2 separate regions of the Ovis aries genome follow, and region 1 is linked to region 2. The links are chromatin contacts, called in public Hi-C maps. All regions are on one chromosome and are shown on one strand. The core of a region is the stretch at or near the end of the contact, and the rest is flanking DNA. Distances in the headings are between cores, read along the strand shown. Region 1 holds the start of SPATS1 (spermatogenesis associated serine rich 1). Region 2 has its middle 18 kb from the start of TMEM63B.

Region 1 (7,078 bases), core at 2,758-5,257, 200 kb after region 2:
TGCAACAAAGATCCTAGATCCCACATGAGGCAACTAAGAACTGGAGCAGCCAAATAAATACATAAATACATTTTTTTAAAAAAGAAGGTTCACAGTAGTGAGGGCCCCAGCTCTGAATCTAGACAGACCCGGCTTAAACTCCAATTAGGAAATGGTACCCCACTCCAGTACTCTTGCCTGGAGAATCCCATGGAGGGAGGAGCCTGGTAGGCTAGAGTCCATGGGGTTGCAAAGAGTCAGACACGACTGAGCGTCTTCACTTTCACTTTAGTGGGCTTCCCAGCTGGCGCTAGTGATAAGGAACCTGTCTGCCAATGTAGGAGACTTGAGACATGGATTCGATCCCTGGATCAGGAAGATCCCCTGGAGGAGGTCATGGCAACCCACGTTAATATTCTTGCCTGGAAAGTCCCATGGACAGAGGAGCCTGACAGGCCACAGTCCATAGGGTTGCAGAGTCTGACACAATTGCAGTGACTTAGCATGCGCGCAGTGGGACTAGTATTTTACCCCCCTGAGTCTGTTTTTCATCATCTGTAAAATGGGGATAATTCTTAAGCACTTTGCCATTGTGAGCATTAAATGGGATAATGACCGTAAAGAGATGGGCACATCATAGGTGCTCAGTTGGAGAAGGGACTGGGTTTTACTCACTTTCAAATCCCTGCCCCTAGCACAGTGCCTTGCACATGGGAGGTGCTTGGAAGGTATTTCCTGACCTGACCTGATGGGAAGTCCTTGAGGGTTTGGGAGCTGCTGGTGGTAGCAGGTTCTGAGGTACAAACGCTCCCTTCCAGCCACCTTTGCCAGGCCCCCTCTGTCTACCACTGAAAGTTTTCAAAGACAACGGTGCATCAGTAATCCACCCCACACCCATTTCCCCAGCGCCCTTTTTGTAGGAGGCTCTGTGATGTTTTTTCATGTCCTGGTTTACACTGCCCTCTGGTGTGTGTTTATGGGACATGCATGTCAAGTGGTTTGTGGTGACTTTTTCCTATGGTCATATATGGATGTGAGAGTTGGACTGTGATGAAGGCTGAGCACCAAAGAATTGATGCGTTTGAACTGTGGTGTTGAAGAAGACTCTTGAAGGTCCCTTGGACTGCAAGGAGATCCAACAAGTCCATTCTGAAGGAGATCAACCCTGGGATTTCTTTGGAAGGAATGATGCTAAATCTGAAGCTCCAGTACTTTGGCCACCCGATGCAAAGAGTTGACTCATTGGAAAAGACTCTGATGCTGGGAGAGATTGGGGGCGGGAAGAGAAGGGGACGACCCAGGATGAGATGGCTGGATGGCATCACGGACTTGATGGACGTGAGTCTGGGTGAACTCCGGGAGATGGTGATGGACAGGGAGGCCTGGTGTGCTGCGATTCATGGGGTCGCAGAGAGTCGGACACAACTGAGCAACTGAACGAATGAACTGAACTTTCTTGACATTGGAGAAAAGAGGTTCCCATATATGCACTGTTTGCCATGCAGCTGAGGGGAGAGTTAATGTTTAAGGACCACCCCACCACGCCCCGATTTAGATGGAAACTCTTGAGGTTTACCAGACACAAGAAGCATTTTACCATGTCCCTGACCACTTGACTATCACACAATGTCCTCCTTCTAGAGTCAGGCTTCTTCCCTGTGTTCTGCTAAAGGCCCCAGAGGAACAGGGGTAGAGTTTATTTGATTCCCTCTCTGCTGTCTGTCTTCCTGTAATTCCCTAGGCACCTAGTTCTTGGGCTGCCCAGGTGGCACTAGTGGTAAAGAACCCGCCTGCCAATGCAGGAGATGTAAGAGATGAGGCTTCAAGCCTGGGTCAGAAGATGCCCTGGAAGAGGGCATGGCAACCCACTCCAGTATTCTTGCCTGGAAAATCCCATGGACAGAGGAGTTGCGGTGGGCCACAGTCCATAGGGTTGCAAAGAGTCAGACATGACTGAAGCGACTTAGCTTGCACCCACCTAGTTCTTATCATTGCCTCACTATTTGTTCTAAAGGGTCTGGATTCAGAGCAGGCCACGCAAAAACCAGAACTGGCCCTCCCTAACCAGTGTCTGCAACACCTGCCTGGTTTACCTCTTCCTACCAACTGCCTCGCTCTGCTGTCCCTTCTCAGAGCCGAGCCCCCAGTGAGTGACTGTAAAGTGAGGTTCCATGGGGCAGAGGGGCTGGTGGGACTAAGGTCTAGCTCACCTTCCTTCCACCTCGCCATGTAACCTCCCAGAAGCATTTGCCTTTTATGGTTAGGTCGGATCATGAAAATGTTGATATACAACAACTTATGACCCACAAAAACATTAATTAAAAAAAACCTTATTTAGGCACTAGACCCTATATGTGCTAGTGATGGCCCTGCGATCCCACTCATTTGGGACCCCTCCTCCCTCCCCCAGCTCATTCAGATCCAGCTCATGGCATGGCAGGATCCCAGACTGCAGAGCTGCAAGGAGGGCCCTACAGCCCTCGAGAAGGTTGATTTCAGGGCCCAAGATCTGCCCGCTTTCTACATCAACCCTCCGTTTCAATGTGGATTCTGCGGTGACCTCTGGGCCAGGCTTGGTCTGGGGGGAGGTAGCCAAGAGAGAGGATGCTGATGAGAGCCCCCAGATAAGCCCATTTTGCTGGATGGCCCTCGCCCTCTGGGCTATACATACAGACTTTTCTGGGAGCTTCAGGGGGCCTTGGGCTTCTTGATACACCGAGCGTCCAAACCCTCACCTCTACTGCTGAATCTTGGCAGCCAGGCAGCTTCTGGAGCTCTGCTGCCCCCCAAAACTCCTTAGGATGACTCCCAAGCCCTGCCAGACCTCAGCCCAGGGTGGGAGGCATCTAAAACTTGCCCAGGGATGAACGCAAAGTGGCCCAGGAGGCTTTAAAGCTGCAGAGAAAGGGAAGGTTTAGGAGTCGAAGTACACAGGGCTCATCTAGGATGAGTTTTGGCTCTGCTGTCTGTCCTGATGTCTTGAAACTTGATGGTGCAGGTTAGAGACCTGGTCTCTTTCCAGAAGGATGGAAACAGAAGAGGGAGTAGCTCAGCTCGGGCCATTGACATCCATAATCCACCCACCCATTTATTTGTTAAACTGATTATTGAGTGCCTGTATGTGCTAGGCACTGTGCTAAGTGCTTGGTGTATAGCAGTGAACAAAACACGAAAATCTCTGCCTTCCTGGCATCGCAGCATCTTAATGTTAGCTGGGCAACAATACTTTTAAATTTTTTTTCAAGGTTTCTAGAATGACCACTTTTTTCTTTTATAATCAGTAAAAATTTTATTAAAATAAAAACACAGTCTAATTTTTTTACACTTCACCAAGGCAAAAATTGCATCAGAATTTGAACTGAGGGACATAAACCAGAGTCGGAGAGAAGGTTTGCCTGCAAGATTGATTAGTTGCTAATAAGAATTAAGTAAGATAATTGAAGTTGGTATGATGGACAGAGTGGTAGATTTGGAGTGAGAAAACTTGGAAATGAATCTCAGTTTTCTGGGTGACCTTGAGCAAGCCCTTGCTCAAACTCAGCTTTCTATTTTGAAAAATGCAGCTGGCTGCTTAAGGAAGATAACATCCACCAGGGCGCCTGGCCCAGAAAAGAGGCTCTGAAGTGTTAGGTGATCTTGTCCAATCAATGCCAGTTATAAGACCGCATCTGCAAGCTTTTTTGGAGGGCTCATCATTCACTGCCACCAGAGGCTACAGTCCTGATAATGAAAATTGCCCGGAGAAGAACCACAATTTAAAAAAAAGTATTTGTTTACTTGGCTGCACCGGGTTTTAGTTGCCTCTCACAGGATAGTTCCCTGATCAGGGATGGAACCCAGGCTCCCTGCATTGGGAGCGCAAGAGTGAGTCAGCCATTCGACCACCAGGGAAGTACCCACAGTTCTCAAAGAGAAAGAAAAAAAAAATTCAGAAACACAAAGCCACTTTTCCATTGGTCCTTGCCCACCACGCCCCGCCAGGGCTAGGGACTCTGGTTTTGCTCCTTTAAAAGACTCCATCACGTGCCAGAGAGCCGGGGAAGCCAAGAAGACCGGGAAGCACCGCCTGGCGGGAGGCGGCGGCGCGCGTTGCTGGGCTGGTGTCCTGGCAACCCCGGAACGCGCCTCCGCGGGTGAAGCAGGTGGCCGCGGCGTCCCTCTTGCCCTTGGCTGTCGGATCCGCGGCCTGCAGTTCGGCAGTTCGGCTGCCGGTTGGGGTTGGTGCGTTGATGTCGGCCGTATCATCCTTGGAGGCCTCGGAGCGTTAGAGCCAGGCCTCCTCTGGGGGAAGGGGTGGACCACCCAGCGGAGGGAGGGAAGGAGCATCTCGGTGGGCGGGCGAGGGCCCAGGGAGCTCGGCGGGCATCCGAACCTGGAAACGCCCGATCAGAGAAAGCGAGGGAAGCTTTGATCAAGAGGCCAGCCCTGCCCTGTAGACTTTCGGTGGCCCCTGAAGTTTTGTTTCCTTTGATTGATGCTTTTTTTTTTTTTTTTTAAACAAAGGTCTTTTCTTTGTCTCCGGCTCGCTTTTTAATATTTAAATCAACATCTGCACAGCTGAGTCCATGGACGCTGGAAGCTGTCCTCGGGGCTCTCGTCTCCGCCTCCTCTACAGCAGAGACCTGAATAAGGTTCAAGAGAAAGGAGACTCTGACATCACCACTGGAGAGAAGAGATACAGTTGAGTTTAAAAAATCAGGAGGGCTGACTGGGATTTGGTTGCCCCAGCCAAGTACACTGAGCCAGAAGGCATCTTTTGACGTTTAAAAGAAGGCTAGTTTGGGACCCTGTAATAGGGACTATTTGTACTGATACTGTCTGTATTAACCCAAGGTCTGCTAAGGCAGAGAGCAGCATCCAAGCAGGCGTTCTCATAAATAACCTCCCTGGATCTCCTAATATATCTCACGGAGAAGTATATTACAAAGAATGAAGGAGGACATAGGTTTGACCTGCCCAGTGCCTCAGTCAATAAATGATAAAGCTGGGATTTGACATGAGTCTTCCGGTCTCCAAACCCAGGCCCCCACTTCTTTTTTCTCTTTGCTCATATATCAGATTTGTGGCACTGTTCATTGGATGGGACAGCTCAGGTAGAAATTAGGAACACTTTGATGAAAGGTTTAGCTTAAACAGTGGATGGGAGCTCTGTGATTGATTTTTATGGCTGAAGAGAATGTTTAGGGGTATATTTGTCTTTAGAGAACAGTGCTTGTGGAGTAGAACAACCAGAGTCTCTCAGAAAACCCCCAAGTGAGTACATGTAAGTGGGTAGCCTTCAAAAAGAGATTGTAGTACATTCCATCTCTGCCCGTTAGAGCTGGGTCTTTGGTCTTCTGTATTCCGGGTCTGTGATCTCTCCATTTACAAGTGCAGGGAGAGGGTGGCAGTATGATTTACTACCTGCCTACAACTGGGGCTCCCCTGGTGGCTTTGACAGTAAAGAATTTACCCTCAATGACTGGGATTCAATCCCTAGGTCGGGAAGATCTCCTGGAGAGGAGCATGACAACACACACCAGTATTCTTGCCTGGAGAATCCCATGGACAGAGGAGCTTGGCGTGCTACAATCCATGGGGTCGCAAAGAGTCAGACACCACTGAGTGACTCAGACTTTCACCTTTTCTTACAAGCAGGGGCCAGTGGAGCAATAGAAATTAGAGCCACTAATTGCCCAATGTGGCTAGTTCAGCAAGGAGAAAAAGGTTCTGGGATTCTAGCTTTAAGCTCCAGAATGTTCCACAGTTTTCAGATTGACCAGGCCTAAAGAAGGATGCTGCTATTTTAAGGGTGGGTAAAAGGGTTTCAGGTTTCTAGGTTAGGGCTCCTGGAAGAACAGTAGCCCCTGAGATTGCCACACCACATGGCTTCCTTTTCTGCTGGAGAGTGGTATCCACTCAGGAGACCACATCTGAGCTCAGCTTCACATGGAGTCCACAGGTTTCAGTAAGGAAAGGAGCATGGATCCATGAACCAGCATAGGTCAAGTGCACAACTCTGGATGTGTATGCATTTTTCCAGCAGAGAGAACCCAGGACTTTCTTTATTTCTTGGGGGGAGTCTGTGATTCAAAAAAGGGTTAAAAACCACTGTCCTAGATCTTTCATTTGTTTGTTGAGCAGATAAACAGGGACTGGAAACCAAGTGTTTGGTTAAAGAGTATCCACAAGAAGCTAACTTGGCTTGCTGTGTTATTTTCTCCCCGCCAGACAGTGCTATTGTGTAACTCAGCTGGGATGACAAGCGTGTGAAAGTGCCTTGGTTATGTAAGGTGTTATTCCTGCCTAACGGAAATGGAAATAATTATTGTGAATTTCACAGATGGTACCAAAGAAACAGACTTTCTTCTGAAACAGACTTTTTTCCCCCTCGATTCCTTTCTAGTCATCAGAACTTTCTCTTAGGTTGGACCATCTTTTTTTTTTTTTTTTTGTCTTGAAGTGTTTGACTTAGGATTTTCAAGTTCATGACTCACTGGGTATCTTTTGCATTTGGTAACAAGGAGCATGATAAATGGTGACCCTTTCAAGAAGAATGTTCCTTAACTTACCGTGTCTCGCCTCAGGCTACAGTGCTAGATAGAGAGGTGGGGCAGGCATTGTGAGCTGGGCACAACAGGTCACTGACTTGCTGAAAGTAACTTGATGTTACTCTACACAGCGGAGGCATCAATATCAGGATGGGAGGGTTCGGACTTGAGGGTTCGGTCTTGCATTTCCAGCGCTCTTCTCCCCCCTGGTGGCTTAGATGGTAAAGCGTCTGCCTGCAATCAGGGAGACCCGATTCCTGGGTCAGGAAGATCCCCTGGAGAAGGCAATGGCAATCCACTCCAGCACTCTTGCCTGGAAAATCCCATAGACGGAGGAGCCTGATAGGCTACAGTCCATGGGATCGCAAAGAGTCGGACACGACTGAGTGACTTCACTTCACTTCTCCCACCTGAGGAGATGTGGAGAGGCAGCCTGGGGTCAGGCTTAAGTGTCTCCAGATGATGTTTGAAGCTGAGTTTCTTCTAGGAATTTCCGGAAGTCAGCCAGGTTTGGAGAAAGTGCCAGTTGAGCAGGCAGACCCCTCTTCCAGCCCTTGCTGGTCCGTCTG
Region 2 (6,808 bases), core at 3,537-6,036:
CTTTGTAAATATCTTTACTGTTTTCTAAATGTTTGAAGATATTAAAAATATTTTTGTGCGTGATTGAAAGCAAATTTAGGAATATTCTATATTCGGAAAAGAAAGAAAACAAATTCCAGTTAAGGGTTCCTTGTTCATGCCTGGCTAATCCTGGTACAATATATCCAAGTTACGACCAAAAGTCACGTTTCATTATGGGTTTTCTCCAGAAAAGCACACATAAGATTCTTTGGACACAAACATGAACTCCAGCTTAACAGGGTTATCAGTCCAGACTTGGCATGGGAAGATAGCCTATGAGCAGGAATCACTGGGCATCCAGCCAGTGTGTGCGAAGTCCACTGGGGAAGGATCTCCATGCAGATATGTGAGGCTGTGGGCTTCCCAGGTGGCGCTAGTAGTAAAGAACCTGTTTGATTCTTGGGTCAGGAAGAAACCCTGGAGGAGGGCATGGCAACCCACTCCAGTGTTCTTGCCTGGGAAACTTCATGGACAGAGGAGCCTGGTGGGCCACAGTCCACAGGGTCACAAACTGTCAGACACAACTGAAGCGACTTAGCATGCATGCATGCAACCCTGTCCAGCACCAGTCCCTGGAAATATATCATAAATGTCAATGTCTGCCGACTCCTATACTAGACACCTGTACTGACTCCTAAATTGAGAATCCAAATTTTAACCTTTGAGCTCTCAATATTTTTTGTGTGCATTTACGGAGCACCAGAGAGACAGCCATGAACAAGACAGATGCTGTTTCTGAGCCCCGGTGGGGGGCGAGGGTTATCAGTTACAAAGAAGTGTGGCAGCACTATGCTAGGGTGGGAGGGATTGGTACCAGGCATAGCAGAGGCCCCATAGAGTAGTAAGGAGGGATGCTGGACTCAACTCCACTGTGCACTTACTCCATGTATAAAATAGGGACCTCAGCCCTGCCTACCACCCAGTGTCATCATCGAGGCTGCAGGAAGCCTTCGCAGTAGGCACGAGGTGAGATCACAAAGGTAGAGACATCTGTCCAGCCAAAGGACTGCAGAAGTAGAGGTTTGCACTCAGTGAAGTTCAAAGACCACACTGACCCCAGTGAGGAAGCTCCTGGCTATCCAGGAGGAGGAGAGGGCTGTGAGGAGGCCTCTAGAGCCCTGGGACCCAGTGAGTATATGAAGAGTCAGAGGGGAGGTTTCAGAGCACAGCAACACAAATCTGCTTCCTCCTGATCCCATCACCACTGCACACCATGCCTCAGGAATACCACAGTCACGCGGGAGCCCCAGTCCTCCAAGCTTCTCAGGAGCAATGCGGCTTCCTACCCCTGCGGGCTGGGTACTGCAAGCCCCCAGGCAAATGTATTTTTCAGAAAGTTCATCACGTCTCTAAACTCCGTGGTGAAAGAAAGTATTCAGTGATGCTGCGAGGTGAAAAGAACTAGACTGGGCCCCAGAAAACCCAAGCTCTGATTGAATCTGCTGCTTTCCTCTGTGAAATGCAGGGGGCTCCTTAGCCCCCAGATTGACACAGTCATAGTGAAATGCTCAAACCTACATGGGTGGGAATTTCTCCACTTCTGTTTGGAAATGAACTCAGGCCATAGCTGGGTTAGCTGCGATGTGTCCTTGGTGAGAGAGGTACCCTGCGCCTTCCCCAAAACAAACTACATATCAACCAGCAGTGACGCTTAGGAAACACAAAGCTCTCCTCTCCTTTAAATACTCACCACCAACTTGAACACAGGGAATCTATTCGTTTGACATTTACTGCACATCTACTATGTGCCTGGTGTTGGAAATACAGAGTTAAGAGAAATACTATAGCAGGACTTTCCTGGTGGTCCAGTAGTTAAGAATCCACCTGCAGTGCAGGGGATGTGAGTTCAGTTCCTGGTCAGGGAACTAAGATCCCACATGCCAAGGCAAGATCTTATCTATGACACAACTAACACCCAATGCAGCCAAATAAATATTTTTTAAAAAGAGGAAGAACAAAATCGGAATTGAAAGAGACAAGTGTACCTCAGTGTTCATCTCAGCACTGTTTACAATAGGTAGGACATGGAAGCAACCTAGATGTCCACTGGCAGACAAATGGATAAGAAAGCTGTGGTACATATACACAATGGAATATTACTCAGCCATTAAGAAGAATGCATTTGAATCAGTTCTAATGAAGTGGATGAAACCAGAGCCTATTATACGGAGTGAAGTAAGTCAAAAAGAAAAACACCAATACAGTATAATAATGCATATATATGGAATTTAGAAAGATGGTAACAATGACCCTATACACGAGACAGCAAAAGAGACACAGATATAAAGAACAGACTTTTGAACTCTGTGGGAGAAGGTGAGGGTGGGATGATTTGAGAGAATAGCATTGAAACATGAATATTACCATATATGAAAGAGATGACCGGTCCAAGTTTGATGCATGAAACAGGGCATTCAAAGTTGGTGCACTGGGACAGCCCAGAGGGATGGGATGGGGAGAGAGGTGGGAGGGGGGTTCGGGATGAGGGACACATGTACACCCATGGCTGATTCATGTGAATATATGGCAAAACCCACCACAATACTGTAAAGTAATTATCCTCCAATTAAAATTATTTTAAAAAATTTTTTGCGAGGAAGAACAAAAGAAATACTATAGCCGTATTCGTATAGAATACAACCTGAGCCCTGGCCCAAGGGCAGGGAGGGAGGTGGGACTGGCCAGGCTAGCAGCTGGCATGTTGGCAGCTGTGCGTGGACTTGGTGGCCACAGCTCCTGGTGCCAGGACCATCCCATCCCCATGGGCCAGCAGAGAGCCACAGCTCGGGGCCAGCCTGGGTCCCAGCCAACGCGAACACATTTGGAACACGGGTTTGGTGTTCATTAGAATTTTTCGTGTGTGGGAGAGGGTGGTCTCCACGTCCTTCTGTTCTGCCATCTTGATTCCTCCTCCCAAAATTTTTTCAAAGTATTTATTTATTTTTGGCTGGGTTGCATCATGGTTTCAGTATACGGGCTCTCTGTCATGACACAAAGGCTTCTCTCTAGTTGTGACGCCAGGGTGCAAGAGCACGTGGGCTCAGCAGCCGTAGCGAGAGAGCTTAGTTACCCAAAGCCTGTGGGATCTTAGTTCCCCAACCAGGGATCAAACCTGTGTCCCACTGCACTGGAAGGCCGATTCTTAACCACTGGACCACCAGGAAAGTCCCTAGACTTCAGGTTTTGTGTTTTTTTTAAGTCATTCCTTTTTATTTCTTTTATTCCTAGCATTTTTGAAAAGTTGAAAAAATAGTACAATCGACATATACTCCTCATTTAGATACGACGATTGGTAATTTCTTTCAGATATCATGACACTGATATCAGATATCATGATTCAGATATCTTGAAGCACTGACATTGCTTCAGTATCAGACTTTTTAAAACCATAAATACATCTTATAAATAAAGGGAACGGGTAAGACTAAAATCAATTTTTATGTGTAACAAAAGAAAAAATGTACGTTAAGTGGGGTATCACTCTGCAAGCAGTTACCTACTAAAAAGCAATTTAATTCATTACAAAGGGAAGCCTATGGGACAGCAGATTTGCAGCAAACACTGTTCAAATAAATGGATAACCGTGTAATTTTTTTAAATTTTTATTGGAGTATAGTTGCTTTACAATGTTATGCTATACAGAAAAGTGAATCAGTATACACACACACACACACACACACACACACACACACACACTGTGTTGTGCTTAGTCGCTCAGTTGTGTCCAACTCTCTGTGACCCCGTGGACTGTAGCCCAAGAGGCTCCTCTGTCCATGGGGATTCTCCAGGCAAGAATACCACAGTGAGTTGCCATGCCCTCCTCCAGAGGATCTTCCTGACCCAGGGATCAAACTCAGGTCTCCCACATTACAGGTGGATTCTTTACCATCTGAGCCACCAGAGAAGCCTAAGAATACTGGAGTGGGTAGCCTGTCCCTTTTCCAGGGGATCTTCCTGACCCAGGAATCAAACCGAGGTCTCCTGCTTTGCAGGCAGATTCTTTACCAGCTGAGCTATATATATGCTTCCCTGGTGTGTCTATATATATATATATGTGTGTGTGTGTTGTGTGTGTGTGTGTGTGTGTGTGTATATATCCCCCCCTCTTTTTTAGATTTCCTTCCCATTTAGGTCACCATAGCGCACTAAGCAGAGTTCCCTGTGCTGTAAAGTAGGTTCTCAACAGTTAACTATTTTATACACAGTAGGTGGGCTGCGGTCCATGGGGTTGCGAAGAGTCGGATATGACTGAGCGACTTCCCCTTCACTTTTCACTTTCATGCATTGGAGAGGGAAATGGCAACCCACTCCAGTGTTCTTGCCTGGAGAATCCCAGGGACGGGGGAGCCTGGTGGGCTGCCGTCTATGGGGTCGCACAGAGTCAGACACGACTGAAGTGACTTGGCGGCGGCAGCAGCAGCAGTGTGCACGTGTCAGTCTTAAATCTCCCCATTCATCCCACTTCCCCCCTCTCCCCTTAGCATCCACTTGTGTCTGTGTACCACAACTTTACCCTCTACATCTGTGTCTTGTTCCAATTTTGTCTATGTGCTGCAAAGTGAGCACCCATGCAAGGATTCTTAATCATTTGTCTATTGTGGGGACCCTGCCTGGAGAAACAAAATTCGCAGACAACTCTAAAATCTCATTTCAAGCAAGGGTTTCATTCTTCTTCATGAGCAAACCTTTAACCAGAACCGGCAGCAAACCGATGAGTCAATGTAAGTGGGTAAGGACAGTGCCAGTACAGTACATGAACACGTGCCAGCTGGGCAGGGCATTGGGTGAGCCTGTGGGGCTGGGGCGCCACCGCCCACTCCCAGCCTGGGAAATCCTGGCAGGCCCGGCACAGCATCCCCAGGAAAGGCCGGCACTGGGAGAGAAGGTCTCGCTGTTTCCTCTTTCTCAGGAGAGACAAATCAACAAGGAGCCCAAAGCAGGGAGCCGGGAGGGTGGCTCTGATGGCCCGCCCACCAGATCATCAGTCTCAACTGACCGAGAGTTGCCTCTATTTGTCATGTAAATATTTGCCCTAAAATCAACTGCCAATCACAGTTTCATAATACCCAGGGGTATCCCAATTATCCAAGGGCTCTGATGAAATTCTCAAAATAAGTTTAAATTCACTTCCTTTAAAAAAAAAAAAAAGGGACTTCCCTGGCTGTCCAGGGGTTGAGACTCCACGTTTCCAAGACAGGGGGCACAAGTTCAATCCCTGGTCAGGGAGCTTAAGATTCCACATGCTGCACAGTGTGGCCAACAAAATAAAAATAAAATTTTAAAAAGCTAGTGGTATGTCTTACGAGATAGCCTGTCATAATATTAAGCAAGTGACAGCTGGTTATCACTGAATCTGACTGGAAACCACTGGCTTTAAGAAATCATAAAGAAACTGGCTTGATGGTAAAAATGGAGAAGCGAACTCATTTTCACTTTGAGCCTAGAAGTCCAACTAATTCGGGAAATTACAAGCATTTGGCAAAAACAATTCAGCAAATGTCCAAAATACTGAGGGGAACTAACCTGCAGGTAGGAAACAATAAAATGAAATCCTGAAATTTTTTTTTTGTTGTTGAAAGACTGAATTACAAAATTAGGGGAAGGAAAGAAAAGCAGCTGTTGGGACAGATTTGAATTTCAGTTAATCATCTGATTCCAGTATCATGCAATTTTCATCAAAAACAAGAATTCTCAGCAGCTGAGAGAGGACATGAGGCCAAGAAAGGCAATAGGAGGATGGAGCAGAGAGGCCAAGGAGGCTGAGATAGCTGAGGCCCGGCCACGCCCTGGCCCCACCCCTGCAGAGGGGAGGAGGCCGGCCTCTGGCAGGTCCTCCCCACCAGTGCCCCTCCAATCCCCCCACTTCACTAAAGCAAGGCTGGGCTTGAGGGTATGAGGGACTGCCTGCCATCCAGGCAGTGATGTGGCCTCACCATCCCTGCTAGAGGTGGTTGGCTTTGGATTATTTTTCCAGGAGTGTTTATGGCCACAGGCTGATCCCTGCATTCTTTGCCTAGGTCCCCATCTGCCGCCAAGGGCACACCCTTCCAGGTGGCTGGGGTGAGGGCCATGCCTGGTGACCCTGGAGGCACGCCCACCAGTGGCGGAGCCAGCTCCCTGAGGCGGTGACTCGCCCAGGCACTTGGCTAGTTCGCCGCACAGGCCTGATGGGAAGCCAGTCTCCAAACCACAAGCCCCGATGTTCAAGGTCTGTCTGGCAGTGGGGCAGCAGAGGGAGTCAACCCGAGGGTGGAGCCGGAGGCTGCGATGCTGCAGCAGACTCATGGATGAGGTCTATGAACCCAGAGAGATGAGGCTCTTTGACTTGTCAGAGGCAGCTTCTTAAGGGCGGAGGAGGAAAAACAACAAAAGCAAGTTTATACTCATAGGGAAACATAATCTGTGATTATAAATATTTCATGAGCAAAGAAAGCAGTACTGACTGAGAGACTGGGGTGGGGAGGGTGGACAGCAAATTAGATTCCAGTTTGCAAAGTGATAGGGCAGCTGGGATAGAGCGCAGCCTAGGCTATTCTGGGCTGTGCGCCGGAGGCCCTGCGTCACGGTCACTGTCAGGGAGCAGGCTCTGGCCCCCGGCCCCTGGAAACCACAGCCTTCCCACGGTCAGCACAGAACACCTTGGGAGGCAGTCATGGGGGGAGGAGGGGGCGGGGAGTGGGTGGCAGGACGGTCATTTGAATGACTTGGGCAAACTTCAACAGCAGGGAGGCGGGCCAGTGCCCTGCAGACCCATGAAAGGATGAACATGCATTCTGCTGACTAAGGG

Evidence for each region. Hi-C and Micro-C count contacts between places; a contact is called where the count stands out from the background.
Region 1: a Hi-C map of liver shows a contact between it and region 2, with 4 times the contacts expected there. The contact joins the promoter of SPATS1 here to the enhancer-like site in region 2. A contact is called at or near these places in 6 of 16 Hi-C or Micro-C datasets (blood, liver, muscle and 2 more).

Annotation. Positions count from the first base shown.
Region 1 is chr20:17,817,788-17,824,865 of ARS-UI_Ramb_v3.0, forward strand. It overlaps SPATS1 (spermatogenesis associated serine rich 1), which reads left to right and starts at 4,008. Exons shown (of 8, transcript XM_060403211.1): 1 at 4,008-4,121; 2 at 4,483-4,659. The coding sequence starts at 4,545.
Region 2 is chr20:17,620,680-17,627,487 of ARS-UI_Ramb_v3.0, forward strand. No RefSeq gene overlaps it. Among named protein-coding and RNA genes, the nearest start is that of TMEM63B, 18 kb to the right of the region's middle. Within about 2 kb of position 4,787, at least 13 of the 54 cell types and tissues checked have an H3K27ac peak or open chromatin away from gene starts, as enhancers often do. A contact at or near this core is called in liver, muscle and tail adipose tissue, where this site is marked.